7 separate regions of the Mus musculus genome follow, and regions 1, 3, 4, 5, 6 and 7 are each linked to region 2. The links are chromatin contacts, called in public Hi-C, HiChIP or PLAC-seq and promoter capture Hi-C maps. All regions are on one chromosome and are shown on one strand. Each heading gives the region's core, a stretch centred on a gene start, on an enhancer-like site or on the middle of the called end of the contact. The rest is flanking DNA. Distances are from core to core; before and after follow the strand shown. Region 1 has its middle 77 kb from the start of Gm5464. Region 2 holds the start of Clu (clusterin). Region 3 has its middle 27 kb from the start of Gm41178. Region 4 overlaps Zfp395 (zinc finger protein 395). Region 5 holds the start of Extl3 (exostosin-like glycosyltransferase 3). Region 6 has its middle 15 kb from the start of Zfp395. Region 7 holds the start of Adra1a (adrenergic receptor, alpha 1a).

Region 1 (2,947 bases), core at 425-2,924, 820 kb after region 2:
TCCATGTGTTAAGGCTGAGACAGCACCAATGCCAAAGAAATAAGTAAAAATGCCTTCATTTGTAGACAACCTGATCATCTACATGCAATTCCAGGAAGGCTTGGGAAAAGGTAATGGAAGATTAGCAGGACTATAAGATCAGTATACAGAAATAATGTATAGAACTGGAGAAATGACTCAGCAGGTAAAGATGACCTGAATTCCACTCCCAGAACCTACATGGTGGAAGGAGAGGACCAGCTTTGAAGGTTGTCCTCTGAAATCCACACGTGCACACACACACACACACACACACACACACACACACCACAAATAAATAAGGGTGTTAAGGAGCTAGCTCAATGATTAAGAACATTTGCTTCAGCAGATCACTGTGAGTTCAAACCCAGTCTGGTCTACAGAGAAAATTTCAGGGCAGCACAGAAAAATCCTGTCTCGTAAGAAGCAAACAAACCAAAAAGAACATTTGATTCTTCTTCAGAGGACCTGGGTTTGGTTCCCAACCTCAAAATTGCAGCTCACAACCGCCTTACCTTCAGTGCAGGGGAACTGACTCCCTCTTCTGGCAGCCACAGGCATTACATGCAGGCAAAAAAAAAAAGATTCATATTTATAAAATAACTCTTCAAAACATAAAATGTAAAAAAAAAAAATTTTAATTAAATAGCACTATGTTGTAAACATTAATCCATAAGATTATGTATACAATGGAACTTATAATAACATTAAAATATGAGATATGGATAAATCTGAAAGGACATTTACTATTAGTGCATTAAAATGTACATGCTCCACTCTCTTAAGACAAAAAACCCTTACCTACCCTCATTTCAAAATCATACTGTTCAAAGAAATGAGACACAGTAATTTACTTAAAAAAAAAAAACAAAAAAAAACCAAAACAAACAAACTTCCTCAGCTAGGTGACCAAGAAAAAAAATTAAATACATTACGAGACAAAAGAGACGGCTCATTGGTTAATCATTTGCCACACAAGCGTGAAGACCCAGTGCAGCTCAAAAGAACCGGAAAAATACTGGGAGGGAAGAGGAGGAAGGAGAGGGGTGGGGAAAAAGAATAAGGAGGGAGAGGGGGAAGAGAGGAGACAGAGGAAGAGAAGGGGGATACTAAGGAGGAAGACTGAGAAAGGAGGAGAGGGAGGGGAGACTGGGAAGGGGAGGGGAAGGGGACGGGGGGGGGGAAGGAGGGGAGAGGAAGGTGGGAGAGAGGGAAGGAAGGAGGGGAGAGAGAATATGTGGCCACAGGACATCACCAGTTCTTAACCATTTTTGCCACTTAACAATTTTTTTAACCATATATTTTTGATCATGTTGTTCCCTTTCTTGGCTCCATCCCAATCCCCCCTTCCCACCTACATTTAAATTCTTAGTAGCATTGCATGCATCCTGTTAAGAGAACAAGTTGAGACTCTGAGCCAAACGGCTTGATGCATTCGATGACTTCTTAGCTGTACAACCCAGTTCTGGATCAAACAAGGTCCCTGAACGCCAGTTTTTTGTTTTGTTTTGTTGGTGGTGGTGGTTTGTTTTGTTTGTTTGTTTGTTTGTTTGATCCCACAGCTAGGAGCTGCTGGCCCCAGAGCAGCGGAAATCTCATGCGCGCTGGCTGTCTTCCTCTCAGGCTCGTGCAATGCCGCCATCTACAGGCAAATGGCACACACTGCACAGCCAAGGGCCATTCGTTCTGAATTCCCTAATCAACACCTCTCACTTCTGTCCACCAGGTCTCTGTGAAAGTGAAATTAAAGGCACCAGGCAAAGGGCTGTTGTTCTCCGGATGACCTTGAGGGCTAAGATGCTCATTCTGGAAACCCGGGAAGTGCCAGTATTTCTGTTTTTCGATAGCACACTGTTTTATAAGGTAAACCCCTGGACACTTAGCACCTGTTAGTGGAAGAAACTGTTAAGTGCTTTCGGGCAAGGAATAAAACGTGTTTCTGTCCTCAAGGATCTGATAGTCACATATAAAATAGAATGAGATCATGTGACTGCTAAACACCCACTAGACCTGGAGAGCAAAGGCTAATGATATCCCCTGGAAACTTCCTATGTCTGGCATGCGTCCTGGAACATTTTATAAGCCAACTCATCTGGACCTCACATGGCCGCCGCCCTTCAGAAGGCAAAGCTGAGAGCTTCCGTGAGCATCCTGCACCCTCAGCTCAGAGCTAGGCTAGCAGTGAGCAAGAACATAGACCGGTTTTTGCTACAAAGCATTGACTCCTCATCAGGTAACCAAATGCGGGGTGCAATCCAGTGTCTGACTCCTCTACTCTCGGGCTACCTGTATAGCTCTGCACATGGATATGTCAATCACTTAAGGACTGTCTGTCTAGCCTCACTTCACCCCCCTTCCAGTCTGAAAACAGGGGTCAGTTATTATCCTAAACGTTCAGTCACCTTGAACCTCTCAGGACAGACTGCTCCTTACAACTTCCCAGAGAACAACCATCAAGTAGAGCAAGCCTGCATCCTGAAATAAACATCTCCTAAGAGCCAGACTGATCCCCCTACGTGATGATAAATATCAGGACTCCTTTCAACCATTCTGAAGAACCTGAACTGGAACAGTGGCCAGGCAGACAATGCATGACGGTGACCATACACACCTCTTGCCCCTTCCCCCAATTCTTCTTCTAAGTTTAAACCTCAAGAACCTTCATGAGAGACTTGGGGCAACGCTGAACTTCTAGATGCGTTCCTCTTCCCACAGTGACCACAGCAATAGATCTCCTAACCTGGCTTCTTCCATTACACATCTCTTTCACTGGCATAGTATAGCGAGTGGCCCACTCTAGCCTCTTGGGTTTGCACATCCATGCACTGCCACAGAGCCCATGCCCATCCACACTGTCTCCGTTAGGGTTTCCATTGTTGTGATTGACACCAGGACCAAGGGAACTCTTATAAAGGACAGCGTTTAATTG
Region 2 (3,030 bases), core at 519-3,018:
TTTCTTTATAAAGAAAACAAAAAGAAGATTTGGGGGTGGGGTGGGGGGAACATTCCTCCAAGTTTCTGTTGACTCTGTTTTTCTGGTTAGTTATCTTCCCAGACTTGGCATTGAATCAGGTTAGGCTAAAGAAAGCCTTAGTGAGGACTCATTTCAGATTCATCTTTCCCAGACGGAAGAAACTAAGGCCCAAGGGCAGAGTGGTTTGTCTAAAGGCACTGGGTGCCTCAGGGAACAGCTGGGACTGTAGCCAGCCTTAGCCCAGTTCTGACCATTCCTAGACATTTCCTGTAGGCTGCCTTTTGGGAAAGTACCAAATCACCATAGTCTCTGGGCCTTGAGCAAATGGAAATCTGGCCCTATGGCTGCTCCTTTAAAGATCTGAACGGGAAACAGACCTCGACCACACATTTCTCCTTCAAGTCTGTTTCTTTTACATAGTTTTCAAGGCCTGCCACCCAAACTGTGTTACCTACATTGGTTCCTCGACAGCTTGAGGGGGATGCCAGGCTCTCTCTCTCTCTCTCTCTCTCTCTCTCTCTCTCTCTCTCTCTCTCTCTCTCGGTTTTTCGAGACAGGGCTTCTCTGTGTAGCTCTGGCTGTCCTGGAACTTAACTTTGTAGACCAGGCTGGCCTCGAACTCAGAAATCCGCCTGCCTCTGCCTCCCGAGTGCTGGGATTTGATACACGGATGTTCCAGGGTTCAGAGTGGGAAGCTCAGCTTCTCCCCCGAGAAGTAGCATGGTGGGGGCTTCTAGGTTGTCCCTTCTTCCCAGAGATGCCCATAACAGGTGTCCCTGTTCTCAGCAAAAAGCAGCTAGGGTGCCTCTCAGCACCTCTGGTCACAGACCCAGCTACTCAGCAGCAGGGCTCCACGGAGAACTTCCACCATAGGCTCCTTGTTCAGAAACCAGTGTGAGTTCCAAGTCTGGGACAAAGTAGTTTTTGTTTAAAAAATTGAATTAGTATATATTAATTATACATAATGAGTTTAAGAATGGCATAGTCATATATATATATTCCCCTCCTTCATTTCTCTTTCGTGTCCTCTTTGTCCTCTTCTTCCTCCCATTATCTCTTCTCTCTCTCTTCCTCTCATAAATTTCATTAGTGTTGCCCACAGGAGCATGCGGTGAGCAGTTATTTACAGAAACATAGACACCTTACCATTGGCTCTATCACCTAAGAAAATGGGGTAGTATACTTGAAAACAGGTGTGAGGGTCCTAGGTCCAGAGGCAGTGAAGCCCACCCTGCTTGACTGGGTCCCAAGTGCGTGGGAGCCATGCTTAGGCTTTACGAATTCAGGGACAGCAGAGGCCTTCGGGATTACTGATGTATCATTGTCTCATTCTTAACCCGCTTCTGTTTCCTCCATCTGTCTGCCAAGGGACCAGCAAGCAGCCCAGTGCAGCGTTTAGGGAGCCAAGTACTTCGTGTATACTCTTCCCTAGCACAATGCCTACGCCATCTTCTATGTTTCTGTTACTCTCCCATTAAAATGGGAGCAAAGAAAAGGAGTGAACGATGTGGAAGGATGTGGAAGATGAACATGCAATAAGGTGGGCGTCGGGCGGTGGAATCCTGTGCCAGTTCTGGGCTGGAAGCAGGCCAGTGTAGTGTGTGGATTCCTTGTCCTCTAAGACTCTTCTGTTGGGGCCTGATTGAGAGGTTTTTGGTAGCTCTCAGGGATTAGAGCCACCAATTTAGGGGCCCTACAGCAACCAATGCGGTCATTTGTGATGCCCATGCGCCCCCTGGTGCCCCCCGCTGGGTGCTGCGCCTCTTACCCCCACCTCTAGGCTTCCAGAAAGCTCCTGGTGCATTCTCCGGCATTCTCTGGGCGTGAGTCACGCAGGTTTGCAGCCAGCCCCAAAGGGGGTGTACTTGAGCAGAGCGCTATAAATAGGGCGCTTCCCCGGTGCTCACCACCCGCGTCACCAGGAGGAGCGCACTGGAGCCAAGCCGCAGACCGGTGAGACAGCTGCACCTTTCCTACCCCAGCGCCGCTGAAGCCACACCGGCAGGGATGGGAGGGCAAGGGTAGCAGCTAGGTGGAAAGCTGGCGCAGCCGTGGGGAAGTGGGAGGTGACTAGAGCCCCATCACCAGACAGCCGAGCATGGGGTTGGGTAGGGGGTGCACGCTGGCTCAGACACGGGAGTCTCCGTGTTCTTTAATCCGGATCACAATTTCACAGCTGTTCAATAGGCCACATACAAAGATCTTCCTTTTGCAAAAATGGGGAAACTGAGGCTTGAAGCCTGCCGTACGATGCGGGAGGCGCAGGGGTGCGAGTGGCTCAGCGCCGCGACTAGGTGCGGATCTCTGTAGTGGCTGTTGTCTTTTGGGCATGAGTCATTGCATTTGGACCTCCCTTTCAGTTCCTGGGACAGCGCATAATAAATAAGATGTTGTGTATTTAAAGACGTGCTGCAGACATCCAGACCCGTTTTGCTGAGCTGACTGCATTCATCCAGTTCTTTAGAGAAATGCTCCACCAGGCCGAGACGTCTGATCCCACCGGATCACTTTATAGATGGTAATCTGAGGCCTGGAGACCATTAGAGGCTCAGCCTCCAAACGTTATATGAATAAGAAACTGAAGCCCTTTGGCTTTTCCAGAATTTCTGGGCCCAGTTTTAAAAATGGTGCTGGTGCTGTTTTTAAAGGAAGAAGTTAGGAATTCAAGAGTCTATACAAGTTCTCTTAACAGGATCATACAATTTAGTGCCCGACCCTGTGAGAATAGTAAAACAAACTGCAAATGGTAGTCAATCAATGGAATATTAGGCAGCAGCAAATGTGTGACTTTTAAAAATATTTAAAAACAGGACCTATGAAGGGATGGTTTATAAAAATGCATTGGAAAAAAATGGAGAAAATACGCCACAATGGGAGAGGCTATGTTTTCCTACTAGATAAGGAGGTCCTTGGCCCTGGTGGGGCTGATGCACCCAGGGTAGTTGGCAGCCAGGCAGTAGGCCAGCCTCCAAAAGAAGACAGGAAGTAAGTCAGTGTAGAGGGAAGGCA
Region 3 (3,357 bases), core at 833-3,332, 640 kb before region 2:
GGAAGGACACCCACAGACACCAAAATGGACTTTGTTTGTGCGAATACATATTGTTTTTCATACACTTTCCCCACCAGCCTCCCATTTATTTCTGTTGATCTACTTGTATTTGAGAGGGTTGCAAGTACCCCAGGCTGACCTTGACCTTAGTATGTATCTGAAGATGATCTTAAACTGTCTCCACCTCTTGATGTTGAAATTACTGGTGTGTATAAGACTACCACACTCAATGTATGAGACACTGGGAAACAAACCCCAGGCATTGTGGGTACTGGATAGGCACTCTAGCAACATTGTAATATGCCTAGCCCCTCCCAGTTATTCATTTTTATTTCTTTTGGTGCTGGGGATTGAACTCAAGGTCTATGTACAAGCTGCACAGGGGAGCTATGACCCCACCCTTTCCCACAGACTTTAAATCATTTCTAGGTGACTTGCAATTCCTAAAACAATGTGAGTAGTTGTTAAACTGTGTCTTTTGTACTATGACAAGATGGGACAGTACTGACAGTACATGGCAGGCCTGGCTGCTGCGTGGTGGATGTATATCAGCAATATTGTGATAACTTTTCCTAGCTCTGTGTGTGTGTGTGTGTGTGTCTGTGTGTGTCTGTGTGTGTCTGTGTGTGTCTGTGTGTGTCTGTGTGTGTCTGTGTGTGTGTGTGTTAGAGCCCAAGAACACAGAACCTGCAGATACAGAGGACCTAACTGGTTGGTTGTGAGAAATAAACCTTTTCTTGCTTTTAAGGAACCTGAGAAGCTGAGGAGAGGAGAGGGCAGCTGTTGCAACACATGGGCTTGAACAGGGTACCTCGAGCAGAGCTGAAAGAGAGGACTGACGAAGCAGTCTGGGAGGAGCTACAGATGGGGATGGCTGTTCCAGCAGAAAGCCTAGGATGAGTCCATGAAGGTGGTGTGGGATGTACAAGGGGGAGAGAGAGAGAAACGACCCAGTGAAATAGCCAGAGACCCGGGGAGAAGCCAGAGAGTCAGTTATCCTGGTGTGCCCAGGACTGACTTGGCTTCAGGGGCTTGGGTCGCTAGCTCCGTGCAAGCAAGTGCAAGGCCCTGGATATAATCCTCAGCAAGGCCAAAGCCGAGGGGAGGAGAAGGGTAAGAAGAAAAGGGGGAGCTGGGCGTGGTGGCACACGCCTTTAGTCCCAGCACTTGGGAGGCAGAGGCAGGCAGATTTCTGAGTTCGAGGCCAGCCTGGTCTACAGAATGAGTTCCAGGACAGCCAGGGCTACACAGAGAAACCCTGTCTCAAAAAACCAAAAAAAAAAAAAAAGAAAGAAAGAAAGAAAAGAGAAGAGAAGAGAAAAGAAAAGAAAAGAAAAGAAAAGAAAAGAAAAGAAAAGAAAAGAAAGGGAAAGAAAGGGAAAGGAAAGGAAAGGAAAGGAAAGAAAAGAAAAGAAAAGAAAAGGGGGAGGAAGGAGAGGGATGGAGGGTGATAGAAAGACGGAGCGAGCATAAGGAGGAGATGGAGGAAAGGGGGGAGGGGAAGATGAGGAAGAAGAGAGGAAGGGAAAGAGGAAAGAGGAAAGAAGAGAAGGCTGAAAACAAGGAGCATCTCCAGGAAGCCCCTCAGTCGCCATGAGTTGTTCTGGAGACTTGGATGGCCCACGAGAGCTGATGGTTTCTATAGAAACCCGTCTGAGCTGCCATGAGGTTGGGGAGAGAGCCGGAAAGTCAGTCAAGAGCCCGAACAGGAATCTGAGCCCTGCCAGGAAGTCAAGGCTTCGCCCTAGGTACTGAACAGTTGATCCGGGACTGTGAGATAGGAAAGCGATCTGAGGAGACTTGCATTTAGAGGGCTCTGGTGCCTGGGTAACTGGAAAGAGGGGATGTGCAAAGAACCGCCCATCACAGAGTCTCCAGAGAGGTGGAGCGAGACCGGGGAGCTAGAAGGATATAGACTCAAAGCGACAGCAGGACTTGGAGATACAGAGAAGGTTGGCGAGAGAGACTCTCGGGTGCCTGGCATCAGCACTTGGAAAACAATGGGGAAGTAATGAGGGTGGTTCAGAAAGGCCTTCCCACACCACCCTGCCCTGGAATGCAAACAAACCGTTCCTTCCCCTGCAGCTGCTGTTGGTTTGACGGTGATCTTGCTGGGTGTGCAAGTGTATTGGACGTCCCAGGGACAAGGGGAGGGGGTGAGAACTGCGGGGTAGTCAGGAGGCTCCTCTGGAGGGTGAGGAGGAGGAGAGAGAGAGAGAGGCTGTGTTAAACTGTAGGTTTCAGAAGCCCTTGCCTACTCTGGTTTGGTTTCCACAAGACCCTTAGTGGGGGGGGGGGGGGGAGAAAGGAAGGAGGGGCAGAGGGAGGACCTGGCACCTTTATCTTACCGTTGCGGAATTTAGGATGGAGTAGCAAGCCCAAGCAATGACTGTCTAACAGCAGGCCTGGGTCATGACTGAGAGTTTGACTCCAAAGAACACCTCTTCCCACCTCACAGTTGCTCCATAGCCACTCTTCCTGAGTGGACACGGCCTCCTCATTCAGTATTTGGCCTGGAAATCCTCCCATTTCTCCCCACAGCCTAGAGGGCAGAGAAGGTGGCAGGGAGTGGGAAGGATTAGATCTGGTGTTCCCATGGGCTTTCAGAGAGCGGCTGAAGACTGCTGTCAAGAACTGGAATTAGCTGGGCATAGTGGCATACACCTTTAGTCCCAGCATGAGATCTCTACCAGCCTGGCCTACATAGTGAATTCTAGGACAGTCAGAGTTACTTAGTGAGACCGTCTCAAAACAAACAAATAAATAAATAAATTTCGGATTATCAGATAATTTCTTCCTTTTCTTTTTTATATTTTAAATTTTTTCTTTTTTTCTTTTTTCTCTTTTCTAATTCTTTTGTTGTTGTTGGGTTTTGTGTTTTTTGGTTTTTTTTGGTTTGTTTTGTTTTTGTTTTTGTTTTTTTTTTGTTTTTCGAGACAGGGTTTCTCTGTATAGCACTGGCTGTCCTGGAACTCACTTTGTAGACCAGGCTGGCCTCGAACTCAGAAATTCGCCTGTCTCTGCCTCCCAAGTGTTGGGATTAAAGGTGTGCGCCACCACGCTATGCCCAGAATCTCTTAAAGAGACATAAAAAAAAAAAAAAAAGATGAAACTGGAGCCTTCAGATAAAGCCCAGTGTCGTCTCAAATGTTTAAACCACACACGTTTCCATTCCCACGTGAATTTTGATGTCTGTCCTTTCCAGTTTTGATTCTTCTGTTTGTGGTCTTCCTCCCATTTCTCTCTGTCCATCTTCAGTTGTAGTCATAAATCTCAACTACCCACCCTCTAGGATGGAATTCTTCACAGGATCCCAGATTCTCCACATGTTTCCATATTTCTTTTATTAAGCAGGCA
Region 4 (3,101 bases), core at 332-2,831, 590 kb before region 2:
ATCCTGGATCACTGCCCCAGGGCCCCTTTCCCCTTTCCTGCCACAACCACCCATGCCACTTTGACCTCGCTGTGAGTTAAGATCTTTAACAAGAAACCTCAGGAGTCATCCCGCCTAGGCAGCCTGGCCTCTGCTCATTTGTGAGTGACCATCTTGGCTGTCCTGAGAGTTCAGGCCTCTTGGAATCAGATCATCTGAACTCCCAGCTGAGAGCTGTCATTTCTGTGTCTGTGGTTCTGGAAAATTGCTCAAACTCACTGGGGCTCAGTTTGCTTATCTGGGAAATGGGGATGGCCAGGGCACATATCTTGTGAATTATCTAGGAGGATTAAATGAAGTACAAATTTCGAACTGCACATCGAGTTACTGGAGCTTGGGTAGCTGAATCAGCAAAGCTATTGGACTGGTCCTGAACATAGCCTCTGAAAGACTGTGGTTTGTGTGTCAAGTTTCCTATTCCGTGCTTGTCTGTTGATGTTGTAACCAACCGTTCTAATGAAGTAGCCATGAGCACCTGTGCTCTTAGGTCATAGGTGTGTGTGTGTGCGCGCGCCTGTGCCTCTACTCTGGGCAGGGTTGGAACCATCCTTGTCTTCTTCCTCCACTTAGCATTGTCTTCAGGACCTAGGCCCTGACACAGCCGTGTCAGCAGATGGCTAGGGTCTGGGGCTTTGCTCAGTGGTACTGCTGGCCCCAGGTTTCTGGTGAGTCAGTGCTCAAGTGCGTCCTAGCGCCAGTGTGGGCCGGATCTGCTCCACGAGGCTGGCCAGGCCACACCCCGGGGAAGTTTGGCAGTCAGCCTTGAACACCCTGGGCAGGGCCCCAAGACAGATGTAGGCACAGGGGAGTGAGCAGGGGAGCAGACCGTGGCTGAAGAGAGGTGACAGGCGCCTGGTCATGTGGGAGACAGACATTCCCTCTCTCTGGACTCCCTAAATGTCTAGGCTTGCATTGAGTATGCACTGAGGACTGACCCCAGGGGGTTTGCTGGCCAGGAGGCCTCTAAGAGCAAGAGGTTGGATTTCTTTTCCCCTAGCTTGCTGAAGTCAGCTTGGTTGGGATTCCAGTTAATTAGTGGCTCACCCATGGTAGGCTTCTGGATTCCCTTGAGAGTAAGTAGTTGTATTTCAGGTTCTGGTCGGGTACCCCGGTGCAATGCCAGTTCCTAGATGGCTGTTGGTGGACAGTGGCTGTGCAGAGCTCAGAGTCACTTGCTATGTTATTTAGCACGGGCCTCACGGCCATGAGAGGAACATGGTCCTTCTGGATTTGGCGCAGTGTGCAGGCATTGGCTCAGTGAGGCAGATGCAGTCTCACCCTCACAGGTGAGGTGCGGAGCTTCGGACTTGAAGGTGGTGGTTGCTGGTGGCTTCTGGAGTGGACACTGATTCCTGAGGGGTACTTAGTTAGTGCCTTGATCTCCACCCTCCCTGTTGAGTGTCTGTGCAGGCACAGTATTCCTTGCATGTGCGCACACTGTTTGTCATTGTTAGTTGTAAGTCTCACACTCCAGCCTGGTGCCTGAATCGCCGGCACATTTGCTGGCACCCGGAGCCTGGTTCTCCGCCACAGGGAAGGTGCAGGGCTGCCGGGTGACCTATTGATTTCAGCCAGGAGCGTCGCCAGGTACTTTGCCTCTTCCGCCAAGCCCTCTGCTTGTTTATTTGGCCTTGTCAGGGAATGTGGTAATGTCAGGGAGTGACGTCTGAACCCTGCAGCCTCCTCTTCCAAGTGGGCTCACCGTCAGCAGCCATTCTGTTCATTTGGCATCACCAGGGTCTGAGGTTAATCCGTTCAAATGGTGACCACGTTCTAAAGGGCACTTGCTCTAAGCACTTCTTTGGAAAAAGAAGAAAGAAAAAAGAATTATATCCTATGCTCTGCTTCTCTTCAAGGAGGAAAATGTCACCTGCTCTCCTTTCGCCAGAGGCCCCTTCTTTCCTGGGTCACCCTTCCTACCCCTCAATTCCTGGAGAAGGGAGAACCAAACCCAGGAGGAGCCACCAAGACTGTAAATGTTCCCCCACCGGGTTCCTAAGGTGATCTTGGGCAAATGAGTGGCTTTCTTAAGGGACCCTGCTTTCTCCACGGCAAAAAGGGGTACAACTGTCCCTCCAAATTAAAAATGATCTTTCATTCACTTACTGTGTGCCTGTGCCTGTACCTCGCATGTGCGTGTGGAGTTCGGCCAGAACACAGCCTAGTCTGCAGGAGGTGGTTCTAGTCTTCTACCATGTGAGACCCAGGGATGTGGTTCAGGTCCCTGGGCTTGGTGACAGGCACCTTTTCCCCTGAGCCATCCTCCATGTTTTATTGGGTTACTGGGGTAGGAAAGAACAGCAGCCCCCAAATTGTCTGTTAAATTGAGAGTAGACAGGGAACCACCTGAGTGTTTGCCCTTTGAGCTCCAGCACCAGGCTCCGAAGCTTGCCGGGAAAAGCCACAGAGCTGCCAGCTGTCTGGGGCCTGTCTCCCCGGGGAGACTCTGCTCCTAGTCCCCTCCCCTGAGACCTGCCTGGCTCTGGGGAGAGTGCCAAGTCAGCACTCCTTTATCTCCCTGTCTCCTCCGGGGAGGAGTTTGAGCCCAGTTTCAGTCAGGTTTAACCATAACATTCCCTCTCTGTTATGTATGTATTTACTTTCTGCTGGTTGAAACAGGATCTTCTTACTGTGTTGTCTAGGCTGTTCTCCCCTGCTTCAGCCTCCTCAGGACTATAGGGATTGCACCTATACATGTATTACCTGCTTTTTGCCCGTTCTTTTCCTCTGTGTGTGTGTGTGTGTGTGTGTGTGTGTGTGTGTGTGTGTGTGTGTGTTCAGAGCTAGGGGTTGAACCCAGAGCTTTGGTGCATGCTATTTCAATGCTGGCTCCCCCCCCTCCTTTTCATCTTTTAAAAACTTTGAAACTGAGTCTCACTAAGTCCCCAGGCTTGCCTTGAACTTACTGTGTAGCTTAGTCGGGCCTTGAACTTGGAATCCTCTTGCCTCAACTTCCCGGTTAGCTGGGATCACAACCCTGCCTGCACTATAAGGCCTGCCTCTTATGAAATCAGTCTTAGAGCAGAGTTTGAGTGCTGTCTAAGGCCCTGCCTTGGGCGGGA
Region 5 (3,322 bases), core at 217-2,716, 870 kb before region 2:
ACACACACAAAGCTTTTTGTTAGTTCTACCTTCACCTTTGGTGTCCAAACTGGTGTCTCAAGGATTCTGAAGATGCTAGGTCTGGATTTGGTGGCTCCAGCTTTATAATCCCAACACTGCAGAGGCTGAAGCAACAGGCTCACCAAGAACTCCAGGTCAGCCTGGGCTACAGCGTGACCCTATCTCCAACAACCAAACAAAACAAAACACCCACACACAATTCTTAATAGCCACAATTCTAGGTCTCCTCCAGAAAGCATTCAGACTAACGTCAACTCTTCAGGCTCTTCAGGCTCTCCACGGGCAAAGATCTGGAAATCCTCACAGGAAATAGATATGTTTAACACACCAAGTAAGAGTTTAAGAAAGTGGTTTTTCTTTCATTACGATTTATATAAAAGTCCTCTGCTGGAATAAGCTGTTGAGAAAGTCTAGTTTCACTCAAGATTATCAATGCCCCAGGGAAGAACCACCATCCCAGACTCTACAGAGAGTTATAGTCATTGAGTCAGAGGGGAAAGCTAACTGTTGAGCAATAGACAGGAACCTCCAAGCCTGCTTGGATGGATGGATGGATGGATGGATGGGAAGGGAGGGAGGGTAGAAGAGAGAGGGTCAAGAAGTCCAGCCTTGAAATGCCAGACTCTCCAAGTGGAACAAGAACAAGACAAAAGTGAAGAACCGCTTACTGCCACCTCTTAAATCACATATTGACTTTCCTCTTCCCCAAAAGAAGAGGATCTATTAAAGGCCTTGAGAATTTAAAGAGCAGCGATCCAGGCTGGAGGCTGACACCCATCGACTTTCAGTGGGCTCAGGGCCGTGGATATCTCAACAGAGGCTAAGCAGCTGCTCACTATGGACTAGGGCAAACACTCGGTGCTGCCCAGCTTCTCGGGCTCTGACATGGGGCTGTCGCCAACAGAACAGTCACTCCATGTGGGGCGTCACGGGGACCCCCAATCCCTCAGCTGTGGCACACCCAGGCCCCGGGAGGACACAGAGCACAGCAACACCTGGACCCCTGGCAGGAAGTGGCCACCTGGAGAGAAGAGCCCGACGGGCAGCGGCGCGCAGCTGTGCCGAGGAGAAGCGGCCAGATGTGGGAGTGATCGCGGGGAGCTGAAGGCTGCGCTTCCACGGGAGATGTTCCCGTGGGCCGCTAGTGCCCGGCCCCAGCGGAGCGAGGCCCCCGCGCGGGGCAGGCCTACCCGGCTGCGCCGCCGCCGCAGCTCCCAGGCACCGCCGCTCGTGCCCCCGCCCGCCACAGCCGCAAGCTCAAGGCTGCCCGGTGCTTCCCACCAGCCTTTCCAGCCCTGCCCGGGTCCTCGGGCTTCCATGCCGCCCGGACTCCTACCGGCTTCCAGTCAGTAACGAGCCACCGCCGTTGCCTGCGTGAAAGTCCGCTTCCCACAAGCCGCTCTGGCCGCCGGCTGCGCGCCTCCCAGGCCGCGCCGGATCCTCCACTCCCCCTGCCGGCCGGATCCTCCACTCCCCCTGCCGGCCGGCGGCCATTTCCGACCCGCGCCGGCGGAACTTGCCGAAGATGGGCCGGAAACGGCCGAACCTGCGTCTGCCGAGCGAGAGGAAAGCGCAGAGACATTCGTGACTTTCCGGACGCGTCCGAAGGCACAGGCGGAGGGGGGCGGTGGGCTCTGCCCTCCTGGATCCCAGGCGCAGGCTGGGTGCCAGTGATTGTGAGAAGGGCCAGGAGCCTGGAGAAGAGGCCCCATTAATCTGGGTAACCCTCAACCTAAAAATAAGCCCATGCCCAAATGTGGTACCCCGTGCTAGCAATGACCCACAGTTCTGAAACACTTTTAAATATTTAGCTGCAAATAAAGGGCGGGGCTGAGTAGATGCTTAGGGGGAAAAAAAATCCCCGGCTTTGCAAAACAGATTAATCAACCTTGCAAGTTATGGACTAAAAGGAGTATCTTTTAAATACTTTAAAGCCAGGCTCTGTGGTTTGGGAATTGGGAAGACCCTTCTACTACAGAGAGAATATAGAGAGAAGGGGGGGCAGGGGCAGGGAGGGCTCAGAGGAGGCAGAGAGAGACCGGGGGGGGGGGGGGGGGGAGGAGGAGAAGGGAAGGAAAGAGGGAGGAGATAGGATCAATTTTAAAAGTAGCACGAGTTAATTTAGAAAACAGTTCAAACTCATCTATTAAAATTAACAATTGTAGTATAGTTTAAAGTCAGATTGCTTCTCCGTATTTATTTGAGTCCCCCAAAACAAGGCTATTGCCCCAGGGCTTCCTCCACAGAGTCCAGACACACCCAGCTAGGTTAGCTCATTTCCATCCCTGTGCTTGGGTGGTCTGTTACTTTAAGGAGAACTGCACCCCAGAGATGGTTTCACAGCTGCTGACCCTTCCACCTGCCCTTCTTGGGAGCACCCAGACCCAGTGCTCAGGACAGGGAGGCTGAGAAAACAGGATTCCACTCCCACGGCAGACTGAGTTAACCATTCCCTTTGCAAAACAAAACATTTTTAAAACCCTGACAGTTGATTTTCTGGAGCAGTCTCCTCATCTCCTGATCTCTCCACCCATCTCCAAGTCAGGCTCCGCTCTTTCCCTCATCTATCCTATTTTACTCTCTTGTAACTATGATAAAACACCACGACCAAAAGCAACTTGGGGAGGAAAGGGTTTATTAGGCGTACACATCCCAGTCACAGTTTATTATTGAAAGAAGCTGAAGCATAAACTTTAAAGCAGGGCAGGGCCCTTGGAGGCAGAAATTGAAACAGAGGCCTTGAAGTTAGGCTGTTCACTGGCTCGTTTCCCATGGCTGGCTCAGTTTTCTTTTTTTCTTTTTTTTTTTTTTTTCTTTTTTACACTAGAGACCACCTGCCCAAGGGTGGCTCTGTGCATAATAGGCTGGGTCTGCCCCAGACTTGCCCACAGGCCAATCTGATAGACGAGTTTCTCCCTTCCCCCCTTCCCTCCTCCCTCTCTCCACTTGGGGGAGAACATTTTGAGGTCTCCCTCTACATGGCTATTTTGGAACTCACTATGTAGACCCGGCTGGCCTGAAACTCACAAAGATCTGCCTGCCTCTGCTGGGATTAAAGGCACGTGCTACCCACCCATACCTGAGGTTCCCTCTTCTCAGAAGATCCTAGCTTGTGTCAAGTTGACAACAACTAACCATCGAACCATCCTTCCTCCTTCCCTTTCTGGGGACATGTAACGCTCCTCTCTCCCACTGATGAGCGCAGGAGGTAGAAATTGACTAGACAAGGCTGGGGCGCAGGGAGTGATCGGCCTTTTCTTGGCTAAAGGCTGGAAATAGGTCAAAGATGCCACAAGTGCCT
Region 6 (3,148 bases), core at 573-3,072, 630 kb before region 2:
GTAGTGTGAGTGTGTGTGTGTGTGTGTGTGTGTGTGTGTGTGTGTGTGTGAGAGAGAGAGAGAGAGAGAGAGAGAGAGAGAGAGAGAGAGAGAGATTGAGAAAATGTATGTGTGTGTGGCCATGCGTGAGAGACCAGGACATTGGATATCCTGTTTTATGACTCTTGGCCTTATTTCCTTGAGACAGGATTTTTTTAATGTACCTGGAGCTAGGTCAGTAAGCCCCAGTGATCCTATGCCCCAACAAAGTACTGTTTTACAAGTGTTCACACAGGCAGACACTGGGATTTGAACTCAGTGCTCATGCTTGTGCACTCTTACCCACCGAACTCTCCCCAGCTCCAGCTCCCACCCTTTGTACTATTTTCCCTTCCAACTCCTGCATGATGGCCCTAACAGTCAGCTGGGAAGCAGAAACTTGGTTCTAAGTCTCACTGGCTGTATACCCCAGGTAATACCTCTCTTGGCTTCCTATAATTCTGGAGTTGCATAAGGAAGCAAAAATTCCTTTAAATATGTTTAAGATTTATCTCTGTTCTATGTGTACGTGTGAGAGACTGCATGGGTGTATGGGTACAGAGAAATTCTGCCTCATAAAATAAAAAAAGAAGGAAAGAAGGAAGGAAGGAAGGAAGGAAGGGAGGAAGGGAGGAAGGGAGGAAGGGAGGAAGGGAGGAAGGGAGGGAGGGAAGAAGGAAGGGAGATAAAGTTATGGGCCCAGAGGGTAATGTATATAAGTTTTCATTTAACACACATTGAAACATTTGTTAACCACCAGTACCCACAGGATGGAGTTGAGGCTAATAGAGAGACCTGATAAAGGAGAGAGAGCAAAAAGGCTCCATCTGAAGAAACTTGAGCACACTATCACTTGTGTAATTTATGGAATGAGGGGTCAGAATAAAAGACCAGGGTCTTGTAGTGTCTCCCTGTCCTGTCTGGGTCTATGGCCAGCTTCTTTCTCAGACTCCCATCTTCGTCCTGTTCCAGACCCCACCATCCACACCTCTTTCCTTGGCACCACAGATCGTTCACTGCACATTCCTTCCACTTAGAAACGTGTTCGGTGCTGGATCAGGTAGTTCAAGTCTGTAAGCTCAGCTGTTTGGGAAAGAGAGTCACAAGTTCTCAAACTAATCTGTACAAAGAAGAATGGGGGTGTAGCTCAGTGGTGGACGGCTACAATAACAGGAACAAGGTCTGGGTTGAATCCCACAAGATTTCAAGGGTTACTAGCCATAAGATGCATTTGCCTTAGCCTGTAAAGAGATCCCCTGTTTGTTCCTCCATCCTTCCCCCCAAAAAACCTTGACTTCAGGCCCCTAAAGCCTTGTCAGGCTGCTGCAGGTACTAGCAGGGAGCACGTTAAAAAGACAACAGTGTGTGACCAGTCCTGAGTGATTTTTTTTTTTTTTTATTAGCTTGGATGCCAATCCCTATTCTGAACACCTTATCTACTGGTGTTACTCTGTGCATCATCTCTGTTAGGTAGTTACTGTCGCTCCTCCTCCGGGTTATAAGTTATCTCTGGAATCCAGCAAAGATTTGCCTAAGATAACAAGTAGGTGAAGAAAGGGGCTGCGGAATTCTGGCCTGAACAATCCTTCCTCTTGTCACAGGCACAAGAAAGTACTGCTGGGAAGGCCTCCCACCTCTCTTTGCCAGCTATGCCTAGCTCCATTATAGCAGTTGTGCTGTCCCCGGATGAGGCGGGGGCTGAGACTGGGCTGCAGGTTTGGAGTGGTCAGTCATTTGACACTGACCAGTAAGAGACCAGACAGAAGCAACAGGAGGTGGAGTCTGACAGTGGATCTCTTCAGTCCTGAACCTCAAGTTCGCTCACCTTCTAGGAAAGGGCGACCAGCGCCACCCTGACCGCGCAGGGGTGCGCGTTTACGCCGCCGGAATGTATACGTTTAAGGACCGAAAGGCCGATTCTGGGGCTCAGGCAGCGACTTTAAGAGGTTCAGCCGAGCAGAGGCTATAGGGAAGATGGAGCAAAGCGCGTTGCGCCTGCAGAAACAGAAGCGGCATACACGCCGCCACGAAGCCCAGCCCGGCTCGCGGGCTGGAGCAGAGCCAGGCCGCGCAGGCCTCGGGGCGGGGCGGGACGGGATCTGGCCACGCCCCCAGCTTATTTTTCTCTCCGGCCCATAGCGCGAGTCACGTGGGCGGGGCCGCGTGGGCGGGGCGGTCCCTTGGGAGGAGGCTGGCTGAAGGCTCCGGGCCTCTAGCGCTCCGGGACCCGGCGAGAGAAGGAACGGAGGGGTGGGAGTGGAAGAAGGCATGCGGGCGGGGCCTGTCGTGGGGGCGGGGCCTGTTGCTAGGGCTGGCGCAGGAAACTGGGCTCAGGGGCCCGGCTTACTGGCTGCGGGCTCCGGCTGCTTGTTTACTCCTGGCGGGGGAGCAGTAACCCGGTGTTGGCGGAGGGGGGTGGGAGAGCAAGCGCGAAAACGTGGCCCGGAGTTCCAAGCTGAGGGAGCGGAACGGGCTGGGGGCCGGGGCTGCGGTGGGCCTGGATAGGAGCTGGATGATCCGGCGCAGCGCAGTCTTCAAACAAGTTCCTAGTGGCTGCACAGCTCCTCCTGGCCTTTGCGCCTTCCACCCTGCACACACAGTACTGTGGTTGGTGAAGGGTTGCATGCACATCGTTTTTTTAGGCCCTGAATTTCTTGGATCCTTTAGGATAGGACTATGGAGCGGTGTTTCTAGTGTTGCTGCTCGAAGAGGTGGACGCCTGCTGCGTGCTTGTTCCTGAGTGGGTCTCTGCCACTTTTTTTTTTTTTTCCAGGAACTGATTCATTTGCTGGTCCTCACGTAGTTCACATGCTTGCATCTGGCCACAATACACACAAATAAGCCCTTTGGGGGTTGTTCTAGGCAATTCAATAGCTTGTGCTTGGTTTTTCTAACTAGGATGAGCCAGAGGGCTGCTCACACAACCTAATGTGCTCCACAAATGAACTCGCAAAAATTAGCGAACACCGGGCAATACCTTCCTCAAATGAGTTTCCATTCATCTGAAAAATACAAAGCACGGAGAAACTGTAGCTGTACGTGGTATTTGCTACTGTATCCATTACCACTACCTAACCGGTTTATATCTGAGGACTTGAAGCACACCACATAAAGACTCTAGTCAGTCAGA
Region 7 (3,009 bases), core at 17-2,516, 670 kb after region 2:
TTGGAAAATGAGTAATGCTAACACAAGTTTGTTCAGGAAAGGGAGCAGAAATATAGGGCTTTTGTGATCTAAGTTATTGTTTCATATATACATGCAAGAGAAGACTGTACCTGCTACATGCAGCTGTAGCCCCATGCTCCCAAGGTTAGCTCAGCATCGCAAGATTTAAGGGATTCTAGCAAGTGTTTGGAACACTCATCCTCTGTCCGAGTCAATAACAATGAAAGACATAGGAAACGGGAGCCAGAATGGGAAAATTCTTGTTTGTTCTTAATTCTCTGAAGTTCTTTTGACTTCACGAAGTCCTAAGTTAACCAGAGCGTGGAATTTGTCCAGACGAGATAAATAATAAAATTGGTTGTGTACGTTTTCCACTCAAACAAGTTTAAAAAAAAAAGTAACAAAAGAGAAGAAACTCTTCTCCAAGGTTATATTTTCTTTTGAGAACTGGAAACAAGTGCACTTATAGACACTGGTTGAGGGAGAGATTGCCTTGAGAGCATATAGTTTTTAAAACTCCGTGTAACCAAATGAAAGGTGGGTCATATTTTAAAAGACTTTATTTTCCTTGAACTACTGCAACCAAGTCTAAGGAGCTTTCTCTGGGCTTGTGTACTTTTTAAACATCTGCAAATAATGTCAAGCACCTACACATTTGCCACCACCAGCCACACACTTCCTTTTTTTTTTTTTTTTTTTTTTTTTTGGTTTTGGTTGTGGTTGTGGTTGTGGTTTTTCGAGACAGGGTATCTCTGTATAGTCCTGGCTATCCTGGAACTCACTCTGTAGACCAGACTGGCCTTGAACTCTGCCTCCCAAGTGCTGGGATTAAAGGCATGCCACTACCACCATTGCCAGGCGACTTCTTGACTGAAATAAACCGGGCCGGGAGTTGGACTAAACTTTTCAAAGTAACCTTTGGGGAATTTCCGTGAGCACATTATCTATTCAGTAAGAACTTGGAAGGGAGTCTGCTTTTGGTTGGTTGGTTTTTTATTTGGTTTTGTTCTTTAATGTATTTATCAGCCTATTGATAGGGGAAACCCAGAGAAGGGAAGGAGAGGGAGGGGGATCAGTATCAAGCGTGGAGGGATGAGGGTAAAAAAGAGGAAGGGGTAAACGGGAAGTAGAGATCGAAATGGGACAGAGAAACAGGAAGGGAGAGAGACGAAATCCACTTTTTAAATAAGAAGGAGAAGGACAGTAACCCCGAATTTTACGAAATGTGCGGGTTGCTGCAGAGGAATACGGTAACAGCTGGAGATTACGGTACTCGCTAGGCTACAGCCTGCCTGTACTACGTCAACCCGAGCTGCAAAGTTCCGAGCCGCTCTTTTCTGTGTCCAGGAACTGAATATCAAACTGGTGATCGTGGAGTTATTGGATCGCTGTATTTGTCATTTCTTTTCTCTGTTTTCAGTCTTTATTTTAAAATATCCAGGAGAAGCAAGAAGCGAGCCCGGAGTTTGAGGGCTCAGCAGTGGTGGGGTGAGTCAGCGGGTGCTAAGGACTGGGTCTTGGTCTTTGGAGACCCTGTTCTCCTGCAGAGAACCAGAGGGCTCTGCGAGGACTGAAGGTCCGCTTCTCCTGGCGCCAGGGCCTCCGCAGCCGCGCAGCAGGTGAGTAGCGCAGCGGTGCGGAGCGCCGGCATCCCGCAGGGCCGAGTTGTGGGGTGGGCTGGTGTGCCCCTGGACTTAGCCTCGATTCTCCGCTTTGGGACTGGCTTTGAAACCAGCACCCCAAACCACCAGGTTTCCCTGATTTGCCATGGGAAGTTACCTTCTAGTTAACAAGTGTCATTTTAACCCATATATAGACCCCAAGTGGGAGAAAGCGGGTTCCGCAGTGTTGGTGTGGTTTGGTTATCACCTGTGAGGGCTTGAACTTGTGATTGTTTTCACAGCAGCCTGCTCCTGAGATCTCAGTCTTAGGGCTGTACCCCAAAAGACAAAGTATGCAGGTCCCGAAGCCCCAAACCTCTGTCTTACATCTCCTGGTCTGGTCCTTTTGCAGTGTAGAAATCGGGTTATTTAGGCAGATCGTGAACCCTAGCCCAGAAAATCCCAGGCTTCCCCGACTGCTGGCATGGGGACTTGATTTTTTTTTTTTAAGTCCCTTAGGGAATCCGCAGTGACTGCTACTCACAAAGCCTGGTCCGAGGAATAATGCGCTCCCACCCAGGTCTCCCAGAAAGCCCGGGTGTGGCTTGAGACTGGAATCCCTACAGCGGTCGCCCCTTGAAGATCCTGCCTGAATCCATCCGGGCCCTGTTTAGCTCTGGGAATTGGCTTTGCTGGGAACCTAGCTCTTTCTCGAGGGTGACTTGGCTGGTAGGCAGACCCGCGCGCTCTGCTCCCACGAGCGCAAATTCCGCGGGAGAAAGCGTACGCGCGGCCCTGCGGTTCCGTGCTCTCCGAGGTTCGCACTCCCAGACCGCCCTCTCCAGGTGACTATGGTGCAACCTGTTCTAAGGGAGACACGGAGGATCCCCACACCACCCCTGAGATTCTACCGGCTTGCCTCTGTGCGACAACCGCAGCTGCAGTCGAGCATGTGGAGCTGAGGTGGTGATGCAGGAAGGGGGCGTTTCGGGGCTTTATTTTCTCCAACCTATCTCTCGAAATTCAGCTTCCAGCTACTGCAGCTTGGGGTTTTATTGTCATTATTTGAGGTGGGGAGTTTTTTTTTTTTTTTTTTTTTTTTCTCTCTTGCTTGCTTTTGTTTTGGATTCTGAACTTGGTCAGCCAAGGCAAGGTGAAGCATTCGAAGGCACCTTCCCAGAGGGGAGGACTGGGGAGGACTGCAGAGGGGGACAGAGCACGCAGTCCCCTCCCTTGTCCCGTGTTGCCTACGTCAGGGCCTCACAAAGCCACTCATGGACTGCAGAGCGGCGGGCTCCCAGCAGGAGTCTGGTTACTGGGCGAGCTCCCCAGGGCCTGGCTGTCCAGGGCGACTGGCTCACGGACTGCCTTTTTCTTTGTGTTTTTTATTTTCAGCTGAATTCAGATA

What was found. HiChIP or PLAC-seq counts read pairs in DNA pulled down with a chosen protein or histone mark. A called contact is a pair of places that touch in the nucleus more often than the background predicts. Capture Hi-C pulls out chosen DNA fragments and counts their contacts.
Region 1: a contact with region 2 is called in a Hi-C map of cortical neurons, with 8 times the contacts expected there. The contact joins the enhancer-like site here to the promoter of Clu in region 2. A contact is called at or near these places in 9 of 39 promoter capture datasets (the 3T3-L1 cell line, 3T3-L1-derived adipocytes, the C10 cell line and 5 more), 2 of 15 datasets of contacts at CTCF or cohesin (large pre-B cells and pro-B cells), 28 of 484 Hi-C or Micro-C datasets (B cells, the Ba/F3 cell line, CD4 T cells and 17 more), 1 of 115 datasets of contacts at active chromatin or transcription factors (astrocytes) and 2 of 9 other capture datasets (adipose tissue and embryonic stem cells).
Region 3: a CTCF HiChIP or PLAC-seq map of embryonic stem cells shows a contact between it and region 2, with 12 times the contacts expected there. The contact joins the enhancer-like site here to the promoter of Clu in region 2. A contact is called at or near these places in 3 of 39 promoter capture datasets (the 3T3-L1 cell line, hippocampal neurons and stem cell-derived epiblast-like cells), 1 of 15 datasets of contacts at CTCF or cohesin (embryonic stem cells), 10 of 484 Hi-C or Micro-C datasets (the Ba/F3 cell line, the N1E-115 cell line, cortical neurons and 2 more) and 1 of 9 other capture datasets (embryonic stem cells).
Region 4: a contact with region 2 is called in a Hi-C map of liver, with 2.4 times the contacts expected there. The contact joins the enhancer-like site here to the promoter of Clu in region 2. A contact is called at or near these places in 1 of 39 promoter capture datasets (liver), 3 of 484 Hi-C or Micro-C datasets (cardiomyocytes and liver), 1 of 115 datasets of contacts at active chromatin or transcription factors (embryonic stem cells) and 1 of 9 other capture datasets (adipose tissue).
Region 5: an HNF4G HiChIP or PLAC-seq map of pancreatic cancer cells shows a contact between it and region 2. The contact joins the promoter of Extl3 here to the promoter of Clu in region 2. A contact is called at or near these places in 2 of 115 datasets of contacts at active chromatin or transcription factors (bone marrow-derived macrophages and pancreatic cancer cells).
Region 6: a Hi-C map of cortical neurons shows a contact between it and region 2, with 2.5 times the contacts expected there. The contact joins the enhancer-like site here to the promoter of Clu in region 2. A contact is called at or near these places in 4 of 39 promoter capture datasets (the 3T3-L1 cell line, hippocampal neurons, liver and 1 more), 6 of 484 Hi-C or Micro-C datasets (the N1E-115 cell line, cortical neurons and embryonic stem cells) and 1 of 115 datasets of contacts at active chromatin or transcription factors (epiblast stem cells).
Region 7: a contact with region 2 is called in a promoter capture Hi-C map of adipose tissue. The contact joins the promoter of Adra1a here to the promoter of Clu in region 2. A contact is called at or near these places in 1 of 115 datasets of contacts at active chromatin or transcription factors (astrocytes) and 1 of 9 other capture datasets (adipose tissue).

What each region holds. Positions count from the first base shown.
Region 1 is chr14:66,790,302-66,793,248 of GRCm38.p6, forward strand. No RefSeq gene overlaps it. Among named protein-coding and RNA genes, the nearest start is that of Gm5464, 77 kb to the right of the region's middle. Within about 2 kb of position 1,675, at least 12 of the 459 cell types and tissues checked have an H3K27ac peak or open chromatin away from gene starts, as enhancers often do. A contact at or near this core is called in cortical neurons, where this site is marked.
Region 2 is chr14:65,966,715-65,969,744 of GRCm38.p6, forward strand. It overlaps Clu (clusterin), which reads left to right and starts at 1,769. Exons shown (of 9, transcript NM_013492.3): 1 at 1,769-1,974.
Region 3 is chr14:65,324,684-65,328,040 of GRCm38.p6, forward strand. No RefSeq gene overlaps it. Among named protein-coding and RNA genes, the nearest start is that of Gm41178, 27 kb to the left of the region's middle. Within about 2 kb of position 2,083, at least 38 of the 459 cell types and tissues checked have an H3K27ac peak or open chromatin away from gene starts, as enhancers often do. A contact at or near this core is called in embryonic stem cells, where this site is marked.
Region 4 is chr14:65,374,225-65,377,325 of GRCm38.p6, forward strand. All of the region lies in intron 1 of Zfp395 (zinc finger protein 395), which reads left to right. Among named protein-coding and RNA genes, the nearest start is that of Zfp395, 17 kb to the left of the region's middle. Within about 2 kb of position 1,582, at least 298 of the 459 cell types and tissues checked have an H3K27ac peak or open chromatin away from gene starts, as enhancers often do. A contact at or near this core is called in adipose tissue and liver, where this site is marked.
Region 5 is chr14:65,096,640-65,099,961 of GRCm38.p6, forward strand. Extl3 (exostosin-like glycosyltransferase 3) reads right to left here and starts at 1,467. Exons shown (of 7, transcript NM_018788.3): 1 at 1,358-1,467. Gm52119 (a long non-coding RNA gene) reads left to right here and starts at 2,731. Exons shown (of 3, transcript XR_003951142.1): 1 at 2,731-3,322.
Region 6 is chr14:65,341,604-65,344,751 of GRCm38.p6, forward strand. No RefSeq gene overlaps it. Among named protein-coding and RNA genes, the nearest start is that of Zfp395, 15 kb to the right of the region's middle. Within about 2 kb of position 1,823, at least 394 of the 459 cell types and tissues checked have an H3K27ac peak or open chromatin away from gene starts, as enhancers often do. A contact at or near this core is called in the N1E-115 cell line, cortical neurons, embryonic stem cells and 4 more, where this site is marked.
Region 7 is chr14:66,633,985-66,636,993 of GRCm38.p6, forward strand. It overlaps Adra1a (adrenergic receptor, alpha 1a), which reads left to right and starts at 1,267. Exons shown (of 4, transcript NM_001271760.1): 1 at 1,267-1,619.